2 separate regions of the Ovis aries genome follow, and region 2 is linked to region 1. A link is a contact called in public Hi-C data. All regions are on one chromosome and are shown on one strand. The core of a region is the stretch at or near the end of the contact, and the rest is flanking DNA. Distances in the headings are between cores, read along the strand shown. Region 1 overlaps PTDSS1 (phosphatidylserine synthase 1). Region 2 holds the start of LOC101108663 (cytochrome b-c1 complex subunit 7).

What was found. A called contact is a pair of places that touch in the nucleus more often than the background predicts.
Region 2: a Hi-C map of hypothalamus shows a contact between it and region 1, with 3 times the contacts expected there. The contact joins the promoter of LOC101108663 here to the enhancer-like site in region 1. A contact is called at or near these places in 3 of 16 Hi-C or Micro-C datasets (hypothalamus, liver and muscle).

Annotation. Positions count from the first base shown.
Region 1 is chr9:80,808,870-80,816,554 of ARS-UI_Ramb_v3.0, forward strand. It overlaps PTDSS1 (phosphatidylserine synthase 1), which reads right to left. Exons shown (of 13, transcript XM_027973201.3): 10 at 1,639-1,738. Among named protein-coding and RNA genes, the nearest start is that of PTDSS1, 56 kb to the right of the region's middle. Within about 2 kb of position 3,637, at least 30 of the 54 cell types and tissues checked have an H3K27ac peak or open chromatin away from gene starts, as enhancers often do. A contact at or near this core is called in hypothalamus and liver, where this site is marked.
Region 2 is chr9:80,890,854-80,898,538 of ARS-UI_Ramb_v3.0, forward strand. It overlaps LOC101108663 (cytochrome b-c1 complex subunit 7), which reads left to right and starts at 4,965. Exons shown (of 4, transcript XM_027973204.3): 1 at 4,965-4,996. The coding sequence starts at 4,978. It overlaps LOC114116394 (a long non-coding RNA gene), which reads right to left and starts at 4,835. Exons shown (of 2, transcript XR_009595007.1): 1 at 4,755-4,835; 2 at 1-2,173.

The sequences.
Region 1 (7,685 bases), core at 2,387-4,886:
GTGAGGGTTGTGCCCACCCCTGCCCGCCATGAGTACCCGCTACAATTCACAGAGCCAGGGTGCCCGTGCCAGAGAGAAACGTGAGGAGCAAAGGGTAACATTTCCTGGCCCGTCTGACTAGGAACCAATCCTTACATCTTGTCTCACTGTGACAGAAAAAATACACCTGAGCATGAATTCTGGAGTTTGAGGACAAAAGAGATCCTTCTCCCCTTTCACTGTTCAATGCACAGGCTTAAGGTACCTTGGCACAGTTAGGATTTCTAACAAGTAATCCTAAAAATAGACACCATGAAAGACAATAAAAACACTTAAAAAATACAAAGTTCAGTCCTGCCAAAAGGAAAAAACAAACAAACAAACAAAAAAAGACTGGAATCTGATTAAGCCTCTAGATCCAGCTACCAATTTATCGAAAATACAGAAGACAAAGAAATCTGATAAATGACAGTAAGGATGGCATCAGTAAAACCAGATGAGGGGAAAACCTACAGAACAAAAGATTCTGTTTCTTCAGCAAATAAACTGCAAAGCAGAGAGTGCTAGAGATGGAGAGAAACATGTAGATTAAAAGAGGCATGCAAACCAACTGCAATGAGTAGATGCTGATTCAAATAATCTGTTAGAAAATACAAACTTGAAGGAAACATGAGAAATGTGAACACTGATCAGCTGCTTAACAGTATGAAGGCATGAATTCTTTTTCCAGTGTGATAATGTCATAAAAAGAAAAGCCTTCCTGTCTTTTTAGAGAGACATCCTGAAATAGGAAAAGTGGACCTGCTTCTAGTAAGCTGGGGTAGGGATGGTGCGTGTGGAACAGAAGAACACAAGATCAGCCATTGGTGGGTAACTGCTAAATCTGGGTGATGCGTACGTGAAGGTGGAGCGACCTTATCTACTTGACATGTTTGAAATTTATGTGATAATAATAAACATTTTTAAAAGCCCGAGTTAATTTTCTAGACTAAGTAAGTAAAAGCAAAGAATCTTAAATGTAAAATAAGACTTTTCTCCAGAGTAACAAAACAAATTAAGAAGGGCAATCACAGAATTTTAAATTTTAAAAATTTTTAGGTAAGATCCTGTTTCATTTGACAGATGAGGGAAAAGTCCTGGGACAATGAAGCTGGAGGCCCCCAGGACTCTTCCCTTCAGAGAGGAAAACACACCCAACACAAGCATGGCCTATCTAACATTGGCCTGGGGAAAAGAAATTGCGTGGCCTGATTACCTCCAAACCCCCTCCCCTTACATGGCCTGTAAACCACAGTCTGTCATTTTGTATATAAACACTTGGTAATACACACATTACAGGGTACAGTAACTATCGTCCCTTCGAGGCAGACCTGACATTCTCAGCAAACGCAGGCGAATGCTCACAAGTGAAACAAATGAGAGTATAATGTACCTGCTGGGGGCATGTGATCAGACCTACAAAGGGGACCAATTTGGGGTGCCATGTGGTCCTATGTATTTGTTCTTGAACTTCATCCCATGGCTAATTTTGGGCTACTTACAAGTAGTATGTCTTGTCTATAAATGTCTAAGAAACCTTGGTGCACAAGAGGGTCTTGTTTTGTTTTAGAAGAGACCATGGGGAGTTTAGCACTTCAAGGTAGAAAAGTAATGACTTACCACGCAAAGAAGCCAAAGCACAACATAGAGTATTTGGGTCTTAGAGAAGAGATCTTGTCCAAATTTTATGCAGACAATAGCTTCCAGGAAACCAATGACCCTGTGACACAGAACAAGAGGTTAAATAACAAACTCATCTTATCAGAATGTAACACATTACCAGAAACATGCATAATTCCATCAGAAAGTTCAACAGGTCAAAAGATTTCTGCTCCAAACACTGGAAGGAAGTCCCCTACAAAATGACAGTGTTCTAGTCTACTGTGCTTTCTTTAGAGACAATACATATTATATGTATTATATATATATATATATATATATAGATTTAATTTAAACAAGCTATTTTACTGTTATTCTTCTCTTCTTTTTTTCAGATTATTTTTTTAGAGCAGTTTTTCAGGCTCATAGTAAACTTGAGGCAAAGGTACAGATTTCTGACCATTCTCTGCCCTCACGCACGCACAGCTTTCCCCACTATGAATATCCCCCACCAGGGCAGCACATCTGTCACAAATGATGAACACAGTCACCCAAAGTCCACAGGTTACCTCAGAGTTCACTCTGAGGGTGGTGTACATTCTATGGGTTTGCATAGATGTTCAAAGTGTAACGTATCCACCACTGGGCTTCCCAGGTGGTGCTAGTGGTAAAGAACCTGCTTGCCAAGGCAGGAGACGTAAGAGATGCAAGTTCAGTCCCTGGGTTGGGAAGATCCCCTGGAGAAGGGCATGGTAACCCACTCCAGTATTCTTGCCGGGAGAATCCCATGGACTACAGTTGCAAAGAGTTGGGCACAACTGAAGCGACTTAGTGTACATACATCTACCATTAGAGGGTCAGAAGGAATAGTTTCACTACCCTAAAAGCCCTCTGTGCTCTGCTTATTCATCCCTTTATTCCTCCCTGGAAATAAGTTATTTTTCACATCTTCCTTCCTCACAGACCACAATCTCAGTGTGTACATTTTCATAGCCACAGGCCACTTGATGTCATCTCGGTCAGAGCCATCACGACAGGTGGACAGACACCCCCTTGGTTGAGACCCTGACAGAGACAGGAAATCCACCACCTCTGTGGGCAACTTCTTCTGCTCTTTCAGTCTCTTTAGCTTTGGGGAAGTTGTTCCTTATCTCCAGCGGGTAGCTGCCTCCTCCCACCCCAGTCCTAACTCTGCCCTCTACAGTCATACAGGGGAGTGTGAGCCTCCAGGTGAGGCTTTCAGTAACTTGAAGGCAGTGATCACATTCCCTCCCAGCCATCTAGGAATTTCCAGATTTAATATGTCCAGTTCTGCTGACAATAAAAACCCTTTATTCTCTGCATCCGTAAGGAATTTTGCTAAATAAAAAAATGTTTAAAAAACTTTCATGTTTTACTCCTGAGTTAAAACATCAAAGAAAAAAGCAAATCTTGTATTATAGAATTTCATTTATGAATATTAAAATCAGGCCTTTATTATGGTTCAGAAATTGAAGGTAAGAACTAAGGAGGTGGGGTACCACAGCTCATCCCTTCATCCCAGTGACTGCCCAGAAACAGCGATTTCTGACAAAGCCACGCTAGCTATTCCTTGCTCAGGAAGGAAGCGAGACAATCAGGGACTTGTCCTTTTGCAGGCATAATCTCTGAAATCAGGCAGGAAGGGGCCCGGAAGACCCCAGGACCCCTCCCCAGTGCAGACACAGAGGTCACTGCCACCGTCAAATGGATGGACAGCTCTAAACAGCTAAACACCTGGAGTCAGAACCACCAAAGCAGGAAGTCTCCAGTATGGATCTCTAGTGAGTCTGGGGTGGTCTTGTCCCCTGGGACAAACCGAACAAGGTTTAGGAGTGGTTGCCTGAATCTTTAAAGACGACTCTCACACACACTCACACACACACCCCGGCCCAATAAAGCACAGCCCTTGTGAGAAAGCCGCATTTCAGCCCAGCATCGTGGGAGGCCAGAGGGAGCAGGGCTGAGGTCGGTGTCATCCTGAGATCGAGACCACCAGCCGACACTAGGGGGCAGCAAAGCAGCTTCGGGAAGCGCTCCTGTGGGCGGACACAGAAAGCAAGCCCGCCTGAGGGACTGCAACCGGAAGGAAGTCTGCCCACCCGCCCTGAGCGGACAGAACAGCGGGCTTTACTGTGACAGGCTTCTAAATAGTCATCTGACCGAGGCGCCCTTGGAGAGTTCGGTGACCAGCTGATTAGAGCTGTGTTTCTCAGACTTCTGTGACCTGAGTCCCACGGCAGGAAACACAATTTTCATTTTGTTCCCCCTCCCACACACAAACAACCTGCCCCAACACACACAAAACAACTGTCCCCTTGCTGACATTTTCCTACCCTATTTCATTGTCAGAAAAATGCTGGTCATGACTCACTCAGGTGACTTCATAACGGCCTGAAATTTGCTCTCAAGACCAGTGCTTTGCAGTCAGGAACTTCAGGATGACTTGGTCCCCACATGCTGAGGAATCTTAGCTAAACTGTTGTCCATGGAGGTGACCTTGAGTAGAGACTGGGTGGGGGAGGGGGGTCAGGACGGAGGCGGAGGGGCAGCGTGAGGTCACGAGGTGACATGGGTCTCGAAGGCCACCCCAGAGCTCGGCTTTCAGTCTGAGGGACCTGAGAATCCTGGGGGCGTTGCAGCAGAAGGCTGAACTAGTTTCATTTTGTGGAGACTCATTTTGGCGGCTGGAAGAGAACTGCTGTGAGGAGACCGTGGAGGTGAGGACCTGGAGATGTGGGATGTGGGGAGCAGCGGGAACAGGGATGCATCACCCCAGCCATTCACAGACCCCATACCCAGCAATGCTGGCCCTTAGAGGGAGTCCTGAAACGTAACACCCTCATGGGAGGTCAACACCACTTCCTTACGGGCTCAAATTGCTGTCGGCCTGGGGCTTGAGGCCAGAGGCCTGGGTACTGTGGGAGCCTCTATGAAGCCTGGCAGCTGAGGCAACACCAACCACCTCACCCTGGGCAGCCCCTCCATGGTATTGCCCTCAACTTAGAGCCAATTTCAATCTTGGATCTTGACCAGGCTGAGCAAGGCGGCCAATCTGTGGCTGGATAGAACCCAGGACTCTCCCTCCCCTTCATGCTTGTTGCTGTCCTTATCGTGAAGGAGCATGTTCAGTTCAGCTCAGTCACTCAGTCGTATCTGACTCTCTGTGACTCCATGATTGCAGCACACCAGGCTTCCCTGTCCATCACCAACTACCGGAGCTTGCTCAAACTCATGTCCATCGAGTCGGTCATGTCATCCAATCATCTCATTCTCTGCTATCCCCTTTTCCTGCCTTCAGTCTTTCCCAGCATTAGGGTCTTTTCCAATGAGTCACTTCTTCACATCAGGAGGCCAAAATATTGGGGTTTCAGCTTCAGCATCAGTCCTTCCAATGAATATTCAGGACTGATTTCCTTTAGGACTGGAGAAGGAAATGGCAACCAACTCCAATATTTTTGCCTAGAGAATTCCATGGACTGAGGAGCCTGTTGGGCTACAGTCCACAGGGTCACAAAGAGTTGGACACGACTGAGCAACTTCACTTTCCTTTAGGATGGACTGGTTGGATCTCCTTGCAGTCCAAGGGACTCTCAAGAGTCTTCTCCAACACCACAGTTCAAAAGCATCAATTCTTCAGTGCTCAGCTTTCTTTATAGTCCAACTCTCACATACATACATAACTACTGGAAAAACCATAGCTTTGACTAGATAGACCTTTGTTAGCAAAGTAATGTCTATGCTTTTTAACATGCCGTCTAGGTTGGTCTTAGCTTTTCTTCCAAGGAGCAAATGTCTTTTATTTCATGCAGTCACTATCTGCGGTGATTTTGGAGCCCCCCAAAATAAAGTCTCACACTGTTTCCATTGTTTCCCCATCTATTTGCCACCTCTTCTTAATATTTTCTGCTTCTGTTAGGTCCATACTGTTTCTCTCCTTTATTGTGCCCATCTTTGCATGAAATGTTCCCTTGGTATCTGTAATTTTCTTGAAGAGATCTCTAGTCTTTCCCATTCTTTTGTTTTCCTCTATTTCTCTGCATTGATCACTGAGGAAGGCTTTCTTATCTCTCCTTGCTCTTCTGTGGAACTCTGCATTCAAATGGATATAGCTTTCCTTTTCTCCTTTGCCTTTACCCTCTCTTCTTTTCTCAGCTATTTGTGAGGCCTCCTCAGACAACCATTTTGCCTTTTTGCATTTCTTTTTCTCTGGGATGGTTTTGATCACTGCCTCCTATACAGTATCACAAACCTCCATCCACAGTTCTTCAGGCACTCTGTATATCGTATCTAATCCCTTGAATCCTTTTGTCACTTCCACTGTATAATCATAAGGGATTTGATTTAGGTCATGTCTGAATGGTCTAGTGGTTTTCCCTACTTTCTTCAATTTAAGTCTGAATTTGGCAATAAGGACTTCCTGATCTGAGCCACAATCAGCTCCCAGTCTTGTTTTTGCTGACTGTATAGAGTTTCTCCATCTTTGGCTATAAAGAACATAATCAATCTGATTTCAGTGTTTACCATCTGGTGATGGTCATGTAGTCTTCTCTTGGGTTGTTGGTAGAGAGTGTTTGCTATGACCAGCAGGTTCTCACGGGCAGGAGTCAAATCAACTTTGGGCTGCCTGAGGTGCCTCTGCCTGGTGTGAGGCTGGCCACTCATAAATAAAAATGACCTTAACGCAGAACCCGGCATCAGGAAATCCTCGGTGGATACAACAAGAATGTGTCACGGTCTTATTGAAACTGGGGCACAAAAGCGCTCAGCCTGGTGTGTGTGAGCTGCATAGACAAGTCAACCTCGAGCAGAGACTCTTCTATCTGTAGCACAGGTTGCTCCTGGATTCTCAAGATGCCACAGCCTGTGTGCATCCTACAGATGCAGCCCTGCAGCTGCACAAAACACTTGGCCGCGAGAGCTTGGGGCGCGGATAGGTCACTCTCCAGCGGCCAGGAGCTGACTCTCTACCAGTGGAAACAAGCCATGTATACAAGCTACACAACTATGATACAGTCCCACAGGGAGCCAGGAGCCACTGCAGAACTTCAGGAGGTGGTTCCAGTTCCGGTTCAGATGAGTTCCGGTTCCGGTTTGGGGAGGAAGTGAGCGCTGAGCTGGGCCTTAAGGAGGTAGAGAACTCTTTCAGTTGTGCTCCATGGAACATCTGGACTTCCTAAGAAGCCCCGGGGCAGGATGAAGAGGGGGAGAAGGGGGCGGAGGGTCCTGGGTGACACGCCCAGAACGATCCTGCTCAGTTGTTTTGCTGTATATCAGGGTTTGGAGGAAGATATCATTGGAGAAAAAGGATTCAGTTGCTGAAAAAGATTTGTGACTATTGCAGAAGACTGGGGCTTGTCAGTAGGTGTTTCTGAGCAAGGGAGCAGGGAGCAGCAGGACAAAGGGTGGTCAGTCTGGAGGAGGATGGGATGAAGGAGAAGACACTGGAAACAGGAAATGGGAACCTGGCAAGGATGCTGCCCTTGCAATGTGAGGGCTGAGGGTGGGAAACAGAGATGCATGTGGACCAGAGGGAAGGCAGTATGAGAGGCTGTGAGCAACGGTCGGCAGGAAGATGATGGTGGCCTGGGAGTGCTGGGGAAGGTGGAGGAGGCAGGAAAGGCTTCCTCCAGTTGTCCGTTCCCTCCAAACACTCCCTCCTCCTGTAAGGACACTGAGCTGCATGCTGTGTCTACCCTTAAGAAGAAGCCTGGAAGAACTGAAGCATAATTACAAGAAGTTGTGGAGGGGAGAGGGGTGGCAGGGAAGCCAGCAAAGGAGACTGAGACGCAGCAGCAACGGAGGAAGAAAACCTGCAGGGCAGCTGCTATAGGAGGAAGGAAACAGTCTAGAGATGGCAGACGCCACAGAGAAGACGGGAGAGGCGAGGGTGGAGAAGGACGTGCCGACGTGGAGCTGCCCTTGGACAGCGCGATGTGCAGAGGAGCAGAGGCAGACGCTTACTGTCTCAGGTCACAGCAGGGCTGGGACAACTCGGGAGAGGAAGCTAGTGTGGTGAGAGGCAGTTCGGAAGCAGCCGGGCTCCAGGC
Region 2 (7,685 bases), core at 3,715-6,214, 83 kb after region 1:
ATAATGAGTGATGTTGAGCATCTTTTCATGTGTTTGTTAGCCATCTGTATGTCTTTGGAGAAATGTCTATTTAGTTCTTTGGCCCATTTTTTTGAGTGGGTTGTTTACCTGTTAGGAGTTCAGAGCATGCCATATTATCCATCTAGTAACTACTACTCTCTTACATCTTGCCAGAGAACAGATTCGATTTTGGTTTGTCTGCACCGTTATGTTCCTGAGCAAAGAAAAATATTGAAAGTTGCCCACAGTTGGCTACTGAGAATCTGGAAAGAAAAAGGGATAGGAAAATCGTTTGAAAGACAGCAATGAGATGTAGTAAAAGGCCACATAACAAACCTTTGTCTTATGGCCAGGGTATAAAGATTTAGCATGAAATGATACTATTTTTTCCTGTTTCCCATCTAGACACGTGATCCTGGGCACAGGGTCTGATTATTTGTGAGATGAGGCATCATGGCTTCAGATATCTGCCTTAGGATCACGAGACTGTTGACGCTGGTGGCCCCCAGGAAGCCACACTTGTATCTGCACTCCCGTTGTAGTCTGCTCCCACGCTGACTCAGGCGGCACATTCTGGTCACTCTGGTTCATGGAACACGTGTACATCTGTGCTTGTCCCCCTGGAACCCTGAGCCAGGATGGAAAAAGTCTGATGATTCTAGTGGGAAAACGAGGTGGAAGGTGCACTGGGATGACCCAGCTCTAACCCCTGAGCACCACAGAAGGGAGTGAAGAGGCCCAGCAGGTCCACATGGAGCAGAACTAGGAGCACCGGTGTTTTAAAGCAACTAACTTTAGGGATAGTTAGTTGTGCACTGGGGTTCTGTGTGCTAGATGTCCTAAAACTGAGAAACTATCTCGTAATTGGTCGGGGTCTTCCTATTAATCTATTTTACTCATTCCCTCAACAGATTAGAATACAGTGGTGAGTGTGGCATAGATACATGTCTTCATGGAGTTCTCTAACAGATGAGCTCAATAAACAGGGAACACAGGGACTTCCCTGGTGGTACAGTGGGTGAGTCTGCCTGCTAAAGCTAATGCAGGGAACACAGGTTCAGTCCCTGGTCTGGGAAGATATATGTGGTGGAGCAATTAAGCCCATGCGCCACAACTACTAAGCCCACGGTCTATAGCCCAGGAGCTGTAGAACCTGTGCTCTGCAGCAAAAGAAGCCCACACAACGAGAAGCCCATGCTCTCCATAACTAGAGCATTGCTGCCCACTTGCAGAAATGAAGACCCAGTGCAACCAACAATAAATTATAAAAAGTAAACAGGGAACGTGGAAGAAGGTTCAGCCAGGAGGCATAGCATGGAACCAAACTGCCTGGTCTTTCTAAGGCTCAGAACTTCATTTTGCCTTAGTTAACTACCCACTCAGAACAGGCTAGCTATACTGCTGTAATGAACAACCCTAAAGCCACATATGATTTAGAACCAGAGACGTTTTTAATCTCACACGTGTCCAACTTGGGGCCAAATAGTTTCTGTTCCACATTATCTGAGTGATGGAGGTTGGAGCTTCAATCATGTCTGGAATGTAGCCCATCTATGGAAGGGGAAAGGAATGTGAAAAATTGCTGTTAAAATTTTCTCACATTTTTCTTTGTCAAAGGATCACACAGGCATGCCTATCTTTAGGGATGGAGAAGTGCAATCCTGCCATATGCCAGAAGGAAAATAAAAAATGTTTTAATCAGTTCTAATGGCTATCAGCAAATGTCCAGGCTTTCTAGGCTTAATACCTACTGTTTAGCCACAAGTCGTGTCTGACTTGGCAACCCCACGGACTGCAGTGCACCAGGCTCCTCTGTCCTCCAGTGTCTCCCAGAGTTTGCTCAAATTCATGTCCATTGAGTTGCTGATGCTATCTAACCAGAGTTGGACACTATCTAAGCAGAGTCCTCTGTTGCCCCCTTTTCCTTTTGCCTTCAATCTTTCCCAGCATCAGAGCCTTTTCCAGTGAGTCGGCTCTTCCCATCAGGTGGTCAGAGTATTGGAGCTTCAGCAACAATCCTTCCAGTGAATATTCAGGATTGATTTCCTTGAGGATTTGATCTCCTTGCTGCCCAAGGGACTCTCGAGTCTTCTCCAGCACCACAGTTTGAAAGCATCAGGTTTTCAGCACTCAGCCTTCTTTATGGTCCAGCTCTTCTGTCAACACATGACTACTGGAAAAAACAAAACTTTGACTATATGGACCTTTATCAGCAAAGGGATACTTTTAAATATGCTGTCTAAGTTTGTCATAACTTTCCTGACAAGGAGCAGGCATCTTTTAATTTCATGGCTGCAATCACCATCCACAGTGATTTTGAAGCCCAAGAAAATAAAATCTGTCACTGCTTCCACTTTTTCCTCTTCTATTCACCATGAAGTAATGGGACCAGATGCCATGATCTCAGTTTTCCGAATCTTGAGTTTTAAGCCAACTTTTCACTCTCCACTTTGACCCCCATCAAGAGATTCTTTAGTTCCTCTTCACTTTCTGTCATTATAGTATCATCTGCATATCTGAGGTTGTTGACATTTCTCCAGGAAATCTTGATTCCAGCTTGTGATCATCCTAATACCTTTGCTGCTAAGTCACTTCAGTCGTGTCCGACTCTGTGCGACCTCATAGACGGCAGCCCACCAGGCTCCCCCGCCCCTGGGATTCTCCAGGCAAGAACACTGGAGTGGGTTGCCATTTCCTTCTCCAACACATGAAAGTGAAAAGTGAAAGTGAAGTCACTCAGTCATATCCGACTCTTAGCGACCCCATGGACTGCAGCCTACCAGGCTCCTCTGTCCAAGGGATATTCCAGGCAAGAGTACTGGAGTAGGGTGCCATTGCCTTCTCTTTAGGGGCTGGATTTTGTGACAGTCCTGGGTATAATCCCTTGAAAAGGTTTTCCTTCTCTTGCCACCTTCACCCTCTAAGCAGCAAACAAACTTGAAGGGTAGGGAAGAAGGGAGAACAATTTACTAAGTTCTTGTAAGGCAATTTACCAGCTACAAATGTACTGCATGTCTTCCTATCTTCCAAACTTCACTTTGGCTAATCTAGTCTGGGAACAGGCATTCATTAGCTTTTTAGTATGGCATATAGTGCTGAGTAATAGGAGAAATTGTGGTGTCACAGAGGAAAAAAAAAAAAAAGGTAGAAGCCAACAAGATTTTAGATCTGGATTGTGACTAAGACCACTAAACCTTTCAAATTTACAATTAGATGGCATTCTATACTGCCCCAAATCTCAGCTTAGGACAGAAGAAAACAAGTAGTTTCTGGTGGGTAGTTGCAATGAACCAAATTGTGTCCTCCCACCACCACCCACCCCCCCCCCCATCCCGCCCAAACTGCAAAACTTTGGGAGATAATATGTTTAAATGAAGGTATCAATGTCCTTGTAAGGGATACAAAAGAGCTTGCTCTCTCCACCACGTGAGGACACAGTAAGAAAGGCACCCTATACAAGCCCCAGGAAAAGAGCTCTCAACTGAAACTGACCATTCTGGTGCCTTCATCTTATGCTTCTAACTGGAAAGAACTGTAAGAAAGTAAATTTGTTTTTTAAGCTACCCAGTCTATGATTTGTTACCATACACTGAGCAGCCCAAGACAGTATTGGTGCAGAAGTTCATCAGTAACTCAGTAAGCATCAAACATCGTAAACAAACCCGACTGTTTTGTCTCTAGGGTATTTTGTTGTTGTTGTTGTTTTAATACTTTTAAATCTCTTTAATACACCTGGAGTTTATTTTGATAAAAGGTGTAAAGAGATGGTCTGACTTGTCCCCTGGGCCTGTCTCACCCACAAATTAACCAACTATTCTGTTCTGCAACCTTAAGTAAAATTCTTCTACCTCAACAATTTGTGATCCTGCTGTCCCTAGTTTTTTACACTTTAGACTTAAGTTGGACTGAAACCTTTAAAATGTACTTTTACCTTAAAATTGCATTAAAATTCTGCTACAGTTCAAATTTAGTATTAAATTGTTCTTCTCAACAAGACTATCACTGAAATGGCTTGATGTAGAACTTCACCTGGAGAAACTGAAGGTGAGAGAGGGTTAGTTTCCCCTGGGTCAGTGGTGTAGCATATGGCCCTAGGATCGCGGAGTGCCAAAGTTGTATCTTTGGGGCTTCCCTGGTGGCTCAGTGGTAGAGAATCTGGCTGCCAATGCAGGAGACACAGGTTCGATCCCTGGGTCAAGAAAATCCTGTGGAGAAGGAAATGGCAACCCATTCCAGTATTCTTGCCTGGGAACTTCCAGGCACAGAGGAGCCTGACTGGGCTTTAGCCCATGGGGTTGCAAAAGAGTCAGGATTTAGCAACTGAACGACATTTTATCTAGAGTCTCAGATTCTGGAAGGTGAATCTGGATTCCTCCTAGTTTAAGTGCCCTTAGACAATTTACGCAACCTTTCAGAGCTTCAGTTTCCTCTTCTCTAAAATGGGTACAATCACCGTATTTATCTTATAGGTTTAGAATGAAATTAAAATAAGTCCATAAAACGCTTAGCGTGTTGCTTGACACAAAGGGCGCAGTTATTACTGCCCAACCTCTCAGAGATCGTCACTAACAGAAGCCAGGCTAAAGATCTGGTGTTCTAATTCCTTGCCTGCGTACGTGCTAAATCGCTTCAGTCTTGTCCGACTCTTTGCGATCCTATGGACCTCTGTCCATGGGATTCTTTAAGCGAGAATACTGGAGCAGGTTGCCATTTCCTTCTCTAGTTCTAATTCCTCGCCTAATGTTTTTTCCCACCTTGTCGCAGGGAACGTGTCGCGGTTCCACGCCTACGAGATTAGCATAATCGTGACCGACAGGTGTACGTCCTCAGAGGCCAAAGGCTGGCCGCCAGAACTGCGCCTGCGCGAGCGTCTCCCCGCCCTACGCGCCGCACGACGTGACGCAACGCGCCTGCGCCCTGGGCCCTGCTCGACCTCTAGGACTTACCCAGGAGGCAACGCTTCTGTGTCAGGTCAACATGGCGGGCCGGCCAGCTGGTAAGTCACGGGCGGCCTGCCTGGCGGGCATCGCTGCGCTGAACCTTTTATACTTGCAGCAACTTGCTCCTCTCCCTGTGCTCGGTCTAAAAGGGCAGGTTTATGGCGGGAGGGAAGGAGGCGGCTCCAGCCCACCTTGGGCCCACCCCCATTCCGTCTCCAGGGCCGGCTGTTGGTGAAGTTGTCCGCGGTGGCCCCCATAGCCCTGGCGCTCCGGATGCTCGAGCTCTGAGCCCTTCTCCTCTCGACCTTAGAAGAAGTTCAAGGGCACCAGGAGATAGTGGCTCTCAACCGAAGTGAACCGAGCGTTTACTGTGAGCCAGGCGCTGTCGTGTGCGTTAGCTAGGTCCGTTCTGTCAGCGCGAGGAGGACAGTGTCAGTTTTCCTTGTAGGCGGTAAAATAACTGAGGCGAAGTGGCCGGAGGAAACAGGATTGGAAGCCTCGCTGAACCTCTCTCGCGCTTCTCAAACGGAATTTAGAGGCAGCTGAGTGAGTGAGGGTTACGGCGAAGCTTCAGTTTAATAACCTTGGCTTATCTGGAACATCCACTTGGTCTTTGGATTTGGAGACATTTGCATCTATTCTAGGTATTGGAACAGATGTGTTTATTATGGAATAGAACGCAGATATTACTGGAATATTTAAACAACGTGAAAAAATACAGTCCTCTCCCCGCTCCTTCCCCACCCCCCCTTTTTTGTCAGTCCCTAACCCGCCTGCCAGTGCAGGAGACGCGGGTTGGAACCCCGGGTGGGGAAAGATCCTGTGGAGTAGGAAATGGCAACCCTCTTCAGTATTGCCTGAAAAATTTCATAGACAGTGGAGGCTGATGGGCTACAGTCCATGGGGTCGCAGAGTCGCAGGCGAGTGAACACACACATACCTCCTAGCTTTTTTAAAAAACGTTGTTCCCTATTTCGGTACCCCCAACAGTTGTGAAGCTATTAGGAAACACCAGATTGCCAGAACAATTCGTTAACCTAAATGACATTGAGCTTTTGGGGAGTGGCGGAGACATTTAAAAATTCATTATTTCCTTAACTAGACAACTACTGAAGACATTGTGCTTCAGTGCTGTGTTTGCAAACTACATAGACCTGGCCTCAGCTCCATCACTGGCTGCCTCTGATCTTGGATGGGATAATTCATGTAATACTTATTGCTCTTTTGCAAGGACTTGCGGGTTGTAAGTAACTCAGGCATGGGAGTAAAACAAATAGAATAGTGCCTGGCACACAGTAAGTGTTCAGTGGATATTAAACATTATTACCATCACTGGTAAATATGTTTTCAAGTAATTCTCTCCTACAAATGTGTCTGTAGATTGTTGACGATTTGTTGTTATTTTAGAAGCAACATTATACACCTGGTGCTTAATTTCCAAAGAGAGTTACCAAAGCTGTGATGTCTAAGAGGTTGAATCAAAAGAGAGTTTGTTTTCCTTCCTTGGTTAGGGACTATCCCTAAGACAAAATTTTAAAAGAAAATTTAAACTTTCCATACCTCCCTCTCTGTACCACATCTCTCCTGTAAACATCAGACACTGTCATGTTGCCTTTAACTCCTACTGGGTAACCCATCAAGCTCAGTTCTGTTTCGGAAAGAGTTTTAACATTACCTGTTTCTCCTCATACGCTTTGAAATATTCATTCCCTCCAAGGAAAGTTAGCTGCTGGGGAAGAGGGAAATGTGCTTTTTTTACTAGTCCATATGGGATCAAAACCCTCCCAGAAATACATACATTTTTAAAGAGAGTAGCCAAGTGAAATAAAAGTAATGTAAAATAAAAGTTTTGGAAGATGGGGGTCATTTAATCTGCTAGTGTATCCTGAAATCTCATCTTTTCATACAACTCCAGCTCCCTTGAAAAGTTATTAAAAGAGTTATTTCCTGTAACCTGTTTCTGAAATTGCAAATGATGGAGTTTCTTTTCCGTCCCCCACTCCTTTAATTCTAACAGCAGCAAGGGGACATGATGGAATGGGATGCTTGACTTTGAAAAGCTGGAGTGGCAGTACAGTTGGCCCTCTGTATCCACTGGTTCCACACTGGAGAATTCAGCCAACCTCCTGATGGAAAATATTTTGAAGAAAAAATTTCACAAAGTTCAAAAAAAACAAAACTTGAACTTGCTGCTCTCAGCCATCTATTTATATAGCATTTATTTTGTATTTACTCCTATTTACATCGCTCTTACATTGTATTAAGGTGGCAGTGGTAGTAAAGAATCCCTCTGGAGACTCAAGAGATGTGGGTTTGATCCCTGGGTTGGGAAGATTGCCTGGAGGAGGAAATGGCAAACCCCTCCAGTATTCTTTCCTGGAAAATCTGAGGGACAGAGGAGCCTGGCGGGCTACAATCCATATAGGGTTGCAAAGAGTCATACACAACTGAGCAACTAAGCACAGCCCAGAGAAAATTTAAAATAGGAAAACATGCTTGGATTATATGCAAACACTGTACTGTTTTATATGGGAGACTTGAGCCTCTTGGAGTTTGGTATCTGAGGGGGATCCTGAAATCAGTCCCTTGCAGATAGTGAGGGACTGTAATCATACCTATAGGTCTTTCAGGTGTTTGAGTTTATCCTTTTTCCTTACTGTCCAGTTTTTACCTGCAGTCACTTTTGTTGATAGACAAGGTAAGCAGTTTTTACCTACAATATATAGAGTATATGCTTTTAAAAGA